Linked DNA regions of Mus musculus: region 1 is linked to region 2. The links are chromatin contacts, called in public HiChIP or PLAC-seq maps. All regions are on one chromosome and are shown on one strand. The core of a region is the stretch at or near the end of the contact, and the rest is flanking DNA. Distances in the headings are between cores, read along the strand shown.

What was found. HiChIP or PLAC-seq counts read pairs in DNA pulled down with a chosen protein or histone mark.
Region 1: an H3K27ac HiChIP or PLAC-seq map of embryonic fibroblasts shows a contact between it and region 2, with 8 times the contacts expected there. The contact joins two enhancer-like sites. A contact is called at or near these places in 2 of 115 datasets of contacts at active chromatin or transcription factors (astrocytes and embryonic fibroblasts) and 1 of 9 other capture datasets (embryonic stem cells).

Annotation. Positions count from the first base shown.
Region 1 is chr6:126,484,543-126,489,238 of GRCm38.p6, forward strand. It overlaps Gm38899 (a long non-coding RNA gene), which reads right to left. Exons shown (of 5, transcript XR_869437.2): 3 at 3,627-3,738; 4 at 3,205-3,347; 5 at 1,727-1,959. Among named protein-coding and RNA genes, the nearest start is that of Gm38899, 28 kb to the right of the region's middle. Within about 2 kb of position 2,884, at least 25 of the 459 cell types and tissues checked have an H3K27ac peak or open chromatin away from gene starts, as enhancers often do. A contact at or near this core is called in astrocytes and embryonic fibroblasts, where this site is marked.
Region 2 is chr6:125,575,012-125,579,808 of GRCm38.p6, forward strand. The region is part of intron 6 of Vwf (Von Willebrand factor); the gene reads left to right. Among named protein-coding and RNA genes, the nearest start is that of Vwf, 24 kb to the left of the region's middle. Within about 2 kb of position 2,485, at least 66 of the 459 cell types and tissues checked have an H3K27ac peak or open chromatin away from gene starts, as enhancers often do. A contact at or near this core is called in astrocytes and embryonic fibroblasts, where this site is marked.

The DNA of each region.
Region 1 (4,696 bases), core at 1,634-4,133, 910 kb after region 2:
CCAAGGTGGCATTTGAGACCCATATGTCAGAGGGACTAAAGGGCATGGTCTATCATTACACTCAGCACATAGTGAGTGGCCTTATATCCCTGGAGTGCTCCATGACACAGGACATACTTCTGTCACATTTTGATGGCTTGGTCGTCATGTGATGTCTCCTCACTGCTCCGGGCTGTGTTCCTGTTTAGGATACTATAGAACATACGCTGCCTCTAAGGAATCCGAAGTCAGAGACTGAATTTGGGGGGGGGGGGGGCTGCATGCTCTATGATGCACAGGTGGCAGACATCTCCCTCTGCTCCCCCTGGCTGTGAAGCAGTGGCTATGCTGGTGAAGAGGAAGGGGAAGACACGATGGCTTGTGCTTCTCAGCGACCCCCACCACCCCTCCCCCCCCACACACACACACCAAGCCTCCCTACTGGGCACTCATGAAGATGCCCTCTGCAGGCAGCCAGGGGAGTGCCTCTCCCTGCACACTCCACTTTTACTCACCCTGTGCCACACGCAAGTTCTCAAGCAGGAAAGGTCAAACCACAGCCTCTCCCTTGCTTTCTTTGTCCCTGTGGCTCTATTTTTAGTTTAGGAGAGACCCTGTCCTCTGACTCATGGTCTCACTGACAAATATGCCCTTAACAGAGCAAGCGAAATGAAGGGGTCATTCTCATGTCATGCTCCTGTGAGTCAAAGAGGCCCTTGTGACTGGGCCCTTTTGGCTATTTAACACTAAGCTCTCTCTAAAACCATATTCTCTGCAGGCCAAATCACTAGGGCCAAATAATAACCACACACACAAACATACACACACAACACACACACTCACACACACACACTCATATGTACACACTTATACACAAATACACAAAAACAAACACAGCCATACACAAAACACATACACACTCATACATACTCACACACACACACACACACACACAGACTCATATACATACACACACACACACAGACTCATATACATACAGATACTCATACACACATACCACACCACATAGTGTATCACATACATAATGCAATACAACACACATATATACCACAATTTACATACATACCATACATACAAACACAACACATACATAACATATGGCACATACATCAAAAACTAAAAGTATTTTATTAAGCCTACATGACTCTCCTGGGGAAGAATTCCCATGGTGGAGGTGTCCAGAGAGAATAGAGAGTCAGAGAAAACGAAGATGAACTGCTGGCCTCAGCTCTCATACCTTCACTACAGAATCCACGGAAGCTGAAGGTTACTTGCACCTCTTGAGAACAAATGGTGGCCTCCTTCCAAGTTTTGAGGTTGGCTGGTTCCAGGCCTAGGTCTGAACCTGTCCTTGCTAGCCTCAGATTTAATCTTATCCCATTGATCCCTGTTTCCTTCTCGTCAGCCTTTTGCTCACTGGTCCCTCTGTAAGGAATAGAAGTTCAGGCCAGTGAGGGCTTGGTCCACAGAAGGACACTGTTGAGAAGAGGAAACCTGAAGTAGGAAGGGAGTATCTAATGGGAGCTCTTCTAACATCAGTGGGAAGTTTACCTCAAATATAGTCACACATCCCTGGATTCTTCTTTGCCTTACATCTGATTTGGGGTGAGAATCTCTAAAAACACGAGCTTCAGGAAGCCCTTTGTCTTTGTAAGTTAATTATCATGTGTATCTTGTTATGGTATCAGAAAGCTGATTAATGATAAAATAACATCTCACTTGCCTATTTACCTATATCTTTTTATTTTTATTTTTTATTTTTATTTTATTTTTTTGTATTTGGTTGTTTATTTATTTATTTATTTGGTTTTTCGAAACAGGGTTTCTCTGTATAGACTTGGTTGTCCTGGAACTCACTCTGTAGACCAGGCTGGCCTCGAACTCAGAAATTCACCTGCCTCTGCCTCTGCCTCCCAAGTGCTGGGATTAAAGGTGTGTGCCACCACACCCAGCCTGTATCTTAAAAAAAAAAAAAAAAAAAAAAAAAAGATTAAATAAATCTAAGAATAAGAGACCAGAGGCCAAACAAAAGATATTAGAACCTTCAGTGAGTTTCTGTTCTCTGTGCCATCTGTCATAACAGAGCAGACTCTTGGTTCTAAGTATCACAGATGATCATGTGAACATCACGTATTTCTGCTAAGCTCGCCCATGATTTTGTACCATGTCCCTAACAGTCCTAGGAGATACAAACTATTGTCTTCATGTTCCATTTGCAAAAGTGAATATACAGAGAGAGCAGCACTTTCTTACAAGCACCAACACTAGCAGAGAAGTCATTTCCTGTCCCAAATCCACCCCTAGCTAAGAGTCTTTACACCGGGTCATGTAGAATAAATATCCATCAAATGATGGGTTAACAATTCCCATGGCCCTGAGTTTATAGAGGATCAGGATATGAGTGTGCCCCCAAATTATAAATGTGAAAAATCTCCCACACTCTTCCAGGAACAACCCCCCCCCCCCCAGCTTTCCTTGAGATTTTCCCTCATGGTCAAAGAGACCAACAATGCAGGCATGAGAGGCTCAAGCCCACAGCTGGCTCACCTGCCCCTCTCTTCCCTTGGCTCCCATGGAAAAGAAACCCAACCTCCCCAGCCCAGCTTTGTGCTCCTGGGAGCTTTGGTCCCAGTGGTTGATTGGATTATCTTTATTGGTCTTTCTGCCATTATTAAATCTCTGGGGACGTGAACCAGATGTCCCCATTTGACCAGCCATTGTAGTTGTGTCCAGCAATGGCCAGCTGTTTGGGGCTCTGTTCACAGACTGTCTCATTTATCTTGGATTTCTTAGTGCCAGAAGCAAGCTGCTGGAGGAGAAAGGGACGCTCCTGACCTCAGGAGGAAAGTATGAGTCAGGAATCCAGGAAATGCCACAAAGCATCGCTTTCTTCCCAGCATGCACCCTCTCTGCCCAGCTAAGCCTTCGAGGTATGCTTTGTTTTCCTTCCTTTAAGAATCTGATCCAGGCATCTCCCCTTTCAGAAAAAGATTTCCCCGATCATCTCTGAAAAATCTGTTGCATTTTAAGGTTGATCCATAGAGGGATTAGCTTCTGGGTTTTAGTTCCACATCTTTAGCGAATCGGGGTAGCACAGCTGGATGGACAGCTTAGCTTCACACATCACTGAGGAAAGCTTTGGGTCCAGGAAATTGCTAAGGACCGTTAGCAACGTTTCGTGTCTCCTCCCTCCCGGCCTGTTACCTAGTTCCAAGACTTGAGACAAAGCACCGCTCCAACTTGAGTGGAAACAGAGGAGCTCCAACAGTATCGAACTTGCGTGGAGGCGTTGGAAAGGAGTGTACACTGAGCCATCAGGCACTTGTGTCGTGGTTCTGACTGCCCATCTGTGGGTTAGATCATCTCATGATTAACAAAGACATGGAGAAATACTTGCTACCTCTATCCAGAACTGAGGTGCATCACCACCAGACTTACATAAGCAACCTGGAGGGTGGGATCAAATTCATGGTTCTAATCCAGGCTTAGATACCAACCTAGACTCAATTTCTATGGAACTTGGTCTTGTTACAGATTTTTAACAGACTGTTACATACATGAACAGAATGTCTCTCTTTTTGAAATAGTGTTTGAAATATTTTAAAACAGCCTGTAGACATTCTCACCCTTCGTGAAGAACTTCTTACGTCATTTTCCGTAGTTCTCAGCACCCCGTGAACAGGCTCTGGATCCACTGGATGATGAATGGCCCGAGTGGAACTCCAAGTAAGACTGTAGCTGTTTTGAAACATTAGTATTACTTTACCATTGTCCTATCAATCTTTCTAAAGTATCATGACAAATCTTATTTATAACGTGAAATCCAAAGACCAGGAGACTGGTAAAGGGCTCACTAAATGTCTAATTATGCTTTATACTATGATGTGGGAATTGAAGTCATTCTGTAGAAAAATGCTCAAGACTCTGGGAAGGAGCCCCAAATACAAAGTTGGGTTAAGGACATGAGGCGACATGAGGCATATATGCAAATGAGTGCACCCATCCTCTTGTATCATGGATGACTCTCACAAGTGTAAAGTCAAATGAGAGATATAGCGCACCCAGAATAATACATACCTGAAAGGTCAGAAACAACTAAAACTTACCCACAGCAATGTAAGATGTCCAATTAACACCTCCTTCTGTAGACATGTGACTATTCTGTCATTGGGAAGACACTGGGCTTCTGAACTTTGGTAAGTTCCGTTTATTGATCTAGGTACAGGTTTGTAATGAGCTGTTTTCTTCCTGGCCACAAGCCTCCAGAATAATGACTCAGACTCAAAATATATTTACAAAAGGCTAGGCCATATAGCTAGGCTCATTCCTTAACTAGCTAATAACCCATTTATATCAATCTATATTTTTCCAGGTGGTTATCTCTACTCAGATACCATGCATCTGCCTCCTCACATCTTCTCCAAAACTCTTCGTGTTCCTTGTTCTATCCCAGAATTCTTTCTGCCTACTTTATGTCCCACCTTCCATAAAACCCTGTCTTATAGGCCATAGGGTTTTATAGAAGGTGGGCACAGTTTATAGGCACAGTTGATGCATCCATATAAAAGACAAGATATTCTCTCTACATAGGTTAACTTGCTGTTATCTCTTCTCAAAATGAAACTCTTACACTTTCACTGGTTATTAATTGACAAATAATATTTGTTTATGTTTAATGGGAAGGATTTTAAGTTGA
Region 2 (4,797 bases), core at 1,235-3,734:
GCATGTGACATTTTTCTGTGCTGTCTTTGTCTCACCTTTCACCACCTTCCATCCTGTAGAACGTTCTCTCTCTCCTCCGGGACAAAGTGCGGCTCACCGGAGACATCTCTTGTCCTTGGGAAATCACCTGTCCTATGGGCTAATATTTGCTAAAACCATTGTTGACTTTCAGTGACCATAGCACATCTCTTCAATAGCCCAGAGAAGCACACAAAGTATCCATCCTGTTGGGGACAGAGCAGTTTGCTCTTCATGTCCTGATTACACAATTGTTTATTTGCATGGGCGGACCTGTCACTTCTTGCTCTATCTAGATGGGGAGCCGGCAGGTGTGCGTGGGAGGGTAATTTCATCAAGTAGTTTGGTCTGCAGTAGGCTCTTGGCAGTTGGAACAGCCATTCATCTGCCTGCCTGGGATTCAAAGTTGTTGAATTTTTATTTATTTTTTTACTTTTATTTGACATGTATGGGTGTTATGCGTGCATGTATGTTGTTATGCTATGTGCATGCCTGGTGCCTAAGGAGGCCAGCAGGGTTGTCATATCCCTCTGGAACTTGAGTCACAGATGGTTGTGAGCCATCATGTGGGTGCTGAATGGGGAAATTAGATCTGGGTCCTTTGGAAGAGCAGCCAGTGCTCTTAACTACTGAGCCATCTCTCCAGTTCCAATTCAGAACGAGTTGTAAGACTTTGGCCCATGGAATCCAGCAAACTCAAGGATACAAGTCTACACTTAGTGGCTGAGTGACAGCACCATGAGTTGGGTTTATAGACAGGGTACCCGCTCCCCAAGCCTTATTGTTAAGGTTTGGACACAAGCATCTACATACATTTCCCTTTGGCAACACGAGCTACTTCTCAAGTCTTTCCCGACTCACCAAAAGGCTAAGTAAGGAATGAGGACTTATACAAGGAATGTCTAGGACCAGGAAGTAGTCTTGGGTTCACCCCCTTCTTATCCTCACCTGGGTTCTTTTCCTGCGTTGCCTCTCAGTGTCCCCCTCCTTCGGGCTCTCCTTTACTGAACACTCAAATAAGAAAACCCTTTCCTTTACATTCAATATGTTGTCCACTTAAGAGCAGCTCCAGAGAAGAGCTAAGTGGCCATGGTGATGGTGACAGCCATGGAGGTGGCCTATGGTGGTCCTGCTTTATTTGCTATGAGGTTTCAAAGATTTCCTTTGGGTGGGCTGGCATTTTGCCTTTTGGGCAAACCCTTAGGAGGGCTGGATAAAGTCCTAGCATCAATTTCTCCCTATTACAGCAAACCCCAGGGTCTGTAACAAAATGCAGTTATCCTGTATCCATGGCTCCATTGTAGGAAAATCTTACCTGTTCTGAACGCACTGTTTTTTTCCTTATCATTCCTTAAACAATGTGTGGTGACAACTATTTCCCTACACTTATACCATAGCTAGTAGTATAAGTAATTTAGACGGTGTTTAAAGCATTTTGAAGATGTGTGGGGTTCCAATGGGGGACCCAGCATTCATAGATTCTGATATGAGAGGAGGGTCCTAGAAGCAGTTCTCCATGGCTACTGAAGGATGGGTGTTTCTCAGATGTTTCCTTTCCTTTGCCCTCTTCCAGGGAGGATAAGAGTAGGCAAAGAATGGAATAGGTCCCATCAGAACACACTGAGATGTTTTGTATGGGTCAGGCACTGCTGAAACTGTGTAAGGCTTACAAGGTAGAGATCTGAGGACCGGGCACACAAGAGAACTTAACCCATCATGAAGGAGAACAGCAGTGCCTGGGGGTCAGTAGGTGACAAATTGCTTGATGGGTGGTAAGTGACAGGCAGCTCAGGTGATTGATTGCTGTCACAGAGCTGGTGATTTTTCTTGCTGTGAGCAGGATATGTAGACCGGTCCATGCTGGGCTGTTTATTCAAGAGCTTGGGTAAGTTCTGAACTGCACCTCAGGGAATAATACTGTGGGCAAAAGTCCCCAGAGGGAAGCCACACCTCCCAATGCCCTTCTGCAAGGCTGATGGGGTGATTAGGACCTCAGTGATCATGGAGGGCTTGGAATGGTTTAGTTCCAGAGCCCGATTCCACTTTATCTTGGGTTATCTTTGGCTCTCTAAATAGCCATCTCTTGTCCACTTCTTACATCCTTGTGGTTGACAGATAGACCCTTTTGGAATGTATTCACTTAGCAGATCACCAGGTTCCACCAACCAAAAGGCTAAGCAGAGTCTGCTCTAACCCGCCCACACGATGTTTCCACCAATGGCTTTGCATAGTGCCTTAATGTATGCTTTCTTTGTTCGGTTACTACAATAACAGTGTGATGAAACTGTTAACTACATCGGAACATGGAATTTGAAGTATTTCGAATCTGTGTTCCAGAGCCACGATCATTTATAGCTGGCTTCAGAATAAACGTTTTTAAATCCCCTCTGAGGTTAGAGCTATGCTTCTTATGTGGACACTGCCTGACTCTTCGTCTGGCTGCCAGAGTCTTGCTCTGATTCTGAGAACTACTCATGTTCCCAAGAGGCTGGGGCAGAGTGAGAAAGCGCCTAGTGGACACGGGCATTTCTACTAGGTTATATAGCCATCCTGCATATCACGAGCGTCTCACTCATGATACTCACTAGCTTAAGAAGAGGAACCTTCACAAACCCCATCCCTGTGATGGGGTTGGTATGAGCCAGGATGGAGATCTGAATCTTGACCATGAGTCGGAAACTTGGAATGTGGATAAGAACCCCAGAGCAGCCAGCGGTTATAAGTGGACTCAGTGATCTCCTTTTACCCCATCCATCCCTGAATCCATCCCTGGCTGACTGATTGGGGAACTATCCTCTGCCCTGAGGTTTTTGTTTTTGTCTTTGTTTTTGTTTTTCGAAACAGGGTTTCTCTGTGTAGCCCTGGCTGTCCTGGAACTCACTTTGTAGACCAGGCTGGCCTCGAACTCAGAAATCCACCTGCCTCTGCCTCCCAAGTGCTGGGATTAAAGTATGCACCACCACTGGCGGGCTCTGAGTGAATTCTTGAACCCACTGCTTTAGACCAGTTCAGCTTCTAGGCGCCTCCACACCTCCTCCAAGGGGCGGGCCCACAGGAGGCCTCCTGCCGCCTACTCTGGAGCTGGAAATATCAGGGCCCAGCAAACAACTTGCGCTTCTTATACTTTTCTCTCCTTTCTTTATTCTTTCCAGGCCTAGGAATGTTCATCCCCTCCCTTCCCCCCTCTTCTCCTTTGTCAGCTGTTTGAGAAGAAACAATTGCGTAGCTGCAGACCTCTGGCTCTTGCTTTTAATCCTGCCTTGCCGGCATACCCCCCTGGGGAGATTCTCCTGCTTTCTCTCCCCTCCCTGGATGGGGCCTAACATCCCCAGGGAAGAGGCCTGGCCTCTTCTGATGAACTGAAAATGGGATTAGGATGGGCCACAATTGGGTCTGTACTCCTGTGCAGGAGGGTGAAGTCGTGGATTGATGGAGTCAGGGCTGCAGTTCTCTGCCAGCTTCCGACACCACCGACAGGAGATGAAACAAGACAGAAGTAGCTGGTGCCAGGCACTGGAGCCAGGAGATGCTGGAAGTGCAAATTAGCTGACCTTCATTTTGTGTCCCTGCCAGAATGGTTTAGCAGAGAGCCAAAGTGAAGCCTGTGCAGACAGCAGGCGAGTGGTAGCGGTGGGGAGCACTTGCAGGCTGCCTCCCCACGCCTTCATTTAATTTGTTTTGTAGCAAGGATTGCTACCTATGTAGATCCACTCAAGAGTGGCAAGACAGTCATGGCAACCATGGCTTGTAGTTAGTGTGTTTCTCTCTCAGGGCAGCTCAGGGCAGGATGCCCAGAGCTAGGCAAGAATCCCCCGTGCTGGTAGAGTCTAGGGTGGTCCTGTCTGATTCTCTGTTGCCGTCAGGATGGAACTTGTAGCTTACAGTCTAAGAGGCCATGCAAACACCTGGCACCACAGTGACATGCCAGCAGTGGAAGGAGAAGAGACAAGACAGGAAGCTCCATCAGAGGACCGCGCTGGAGGTGTAGTGAATCTTCCTTCTCCTGTCTTCCTGGGCCGGGACAGCCAAGTGCTGTGGCTGCTCCTGGCCTCAGACAGGCAGAACATGGAATCTTCATTCCCAGTCGCCATGCCCAAGTGGAAGCTGGAAGTTGAGTCACGACTAAGAAGGGGGAGAAGACACTGGGCTGTGCTGAGTCTTTTCCTATAGCTGAGAAGCGTGGAAAACAGAGATACGTTTCTTTAGGTTGGGCTGGAGAGATGGCTCAGCGGTTAAGAGCACTGACTGCTCTTCCAGAGGTCCTGAGTTCAATTCCCAGCAACCACAAGGTGGCTCACAGCCATCTGTAATGGGATCCAATGGCTTCTTCTGGTGTGTCTGAGGACAGCTACAGTGTACTCACATAAAATAAATAAATACGTCTTTAAAAAAGAATGCTTTCTTAAAAAATTTTTCTTTAGGTCATGTGCTTTAAACATGATAGAGTTGGCCTTCTAGCCCATCCATGCTTCTAGAACCCCATGTTTGCTATACTGTCATCTAAACTTCGATGCCCAGGTCTCTTATATAAAATGGCAAGCCCACTAGTTACGGCCTGTCCATATCCTCCTGTCTACTTAATTTTATTTAGAAATTACTGTGTTACTTTAAAAAGATGATTGCATGTATTATTTGTTTTTAAATTGTATGTGTGTGTGTGTAGTAGCCTTAGAGACCTAGCGAGGACATTGGGTCTCCTGGAACTGGAATTACAGGTGGTCGTAAGTTATCATGTGGGTGCTGGGAACTGATCTAAGGCCTTCTGCAAGTGCAGTGAGT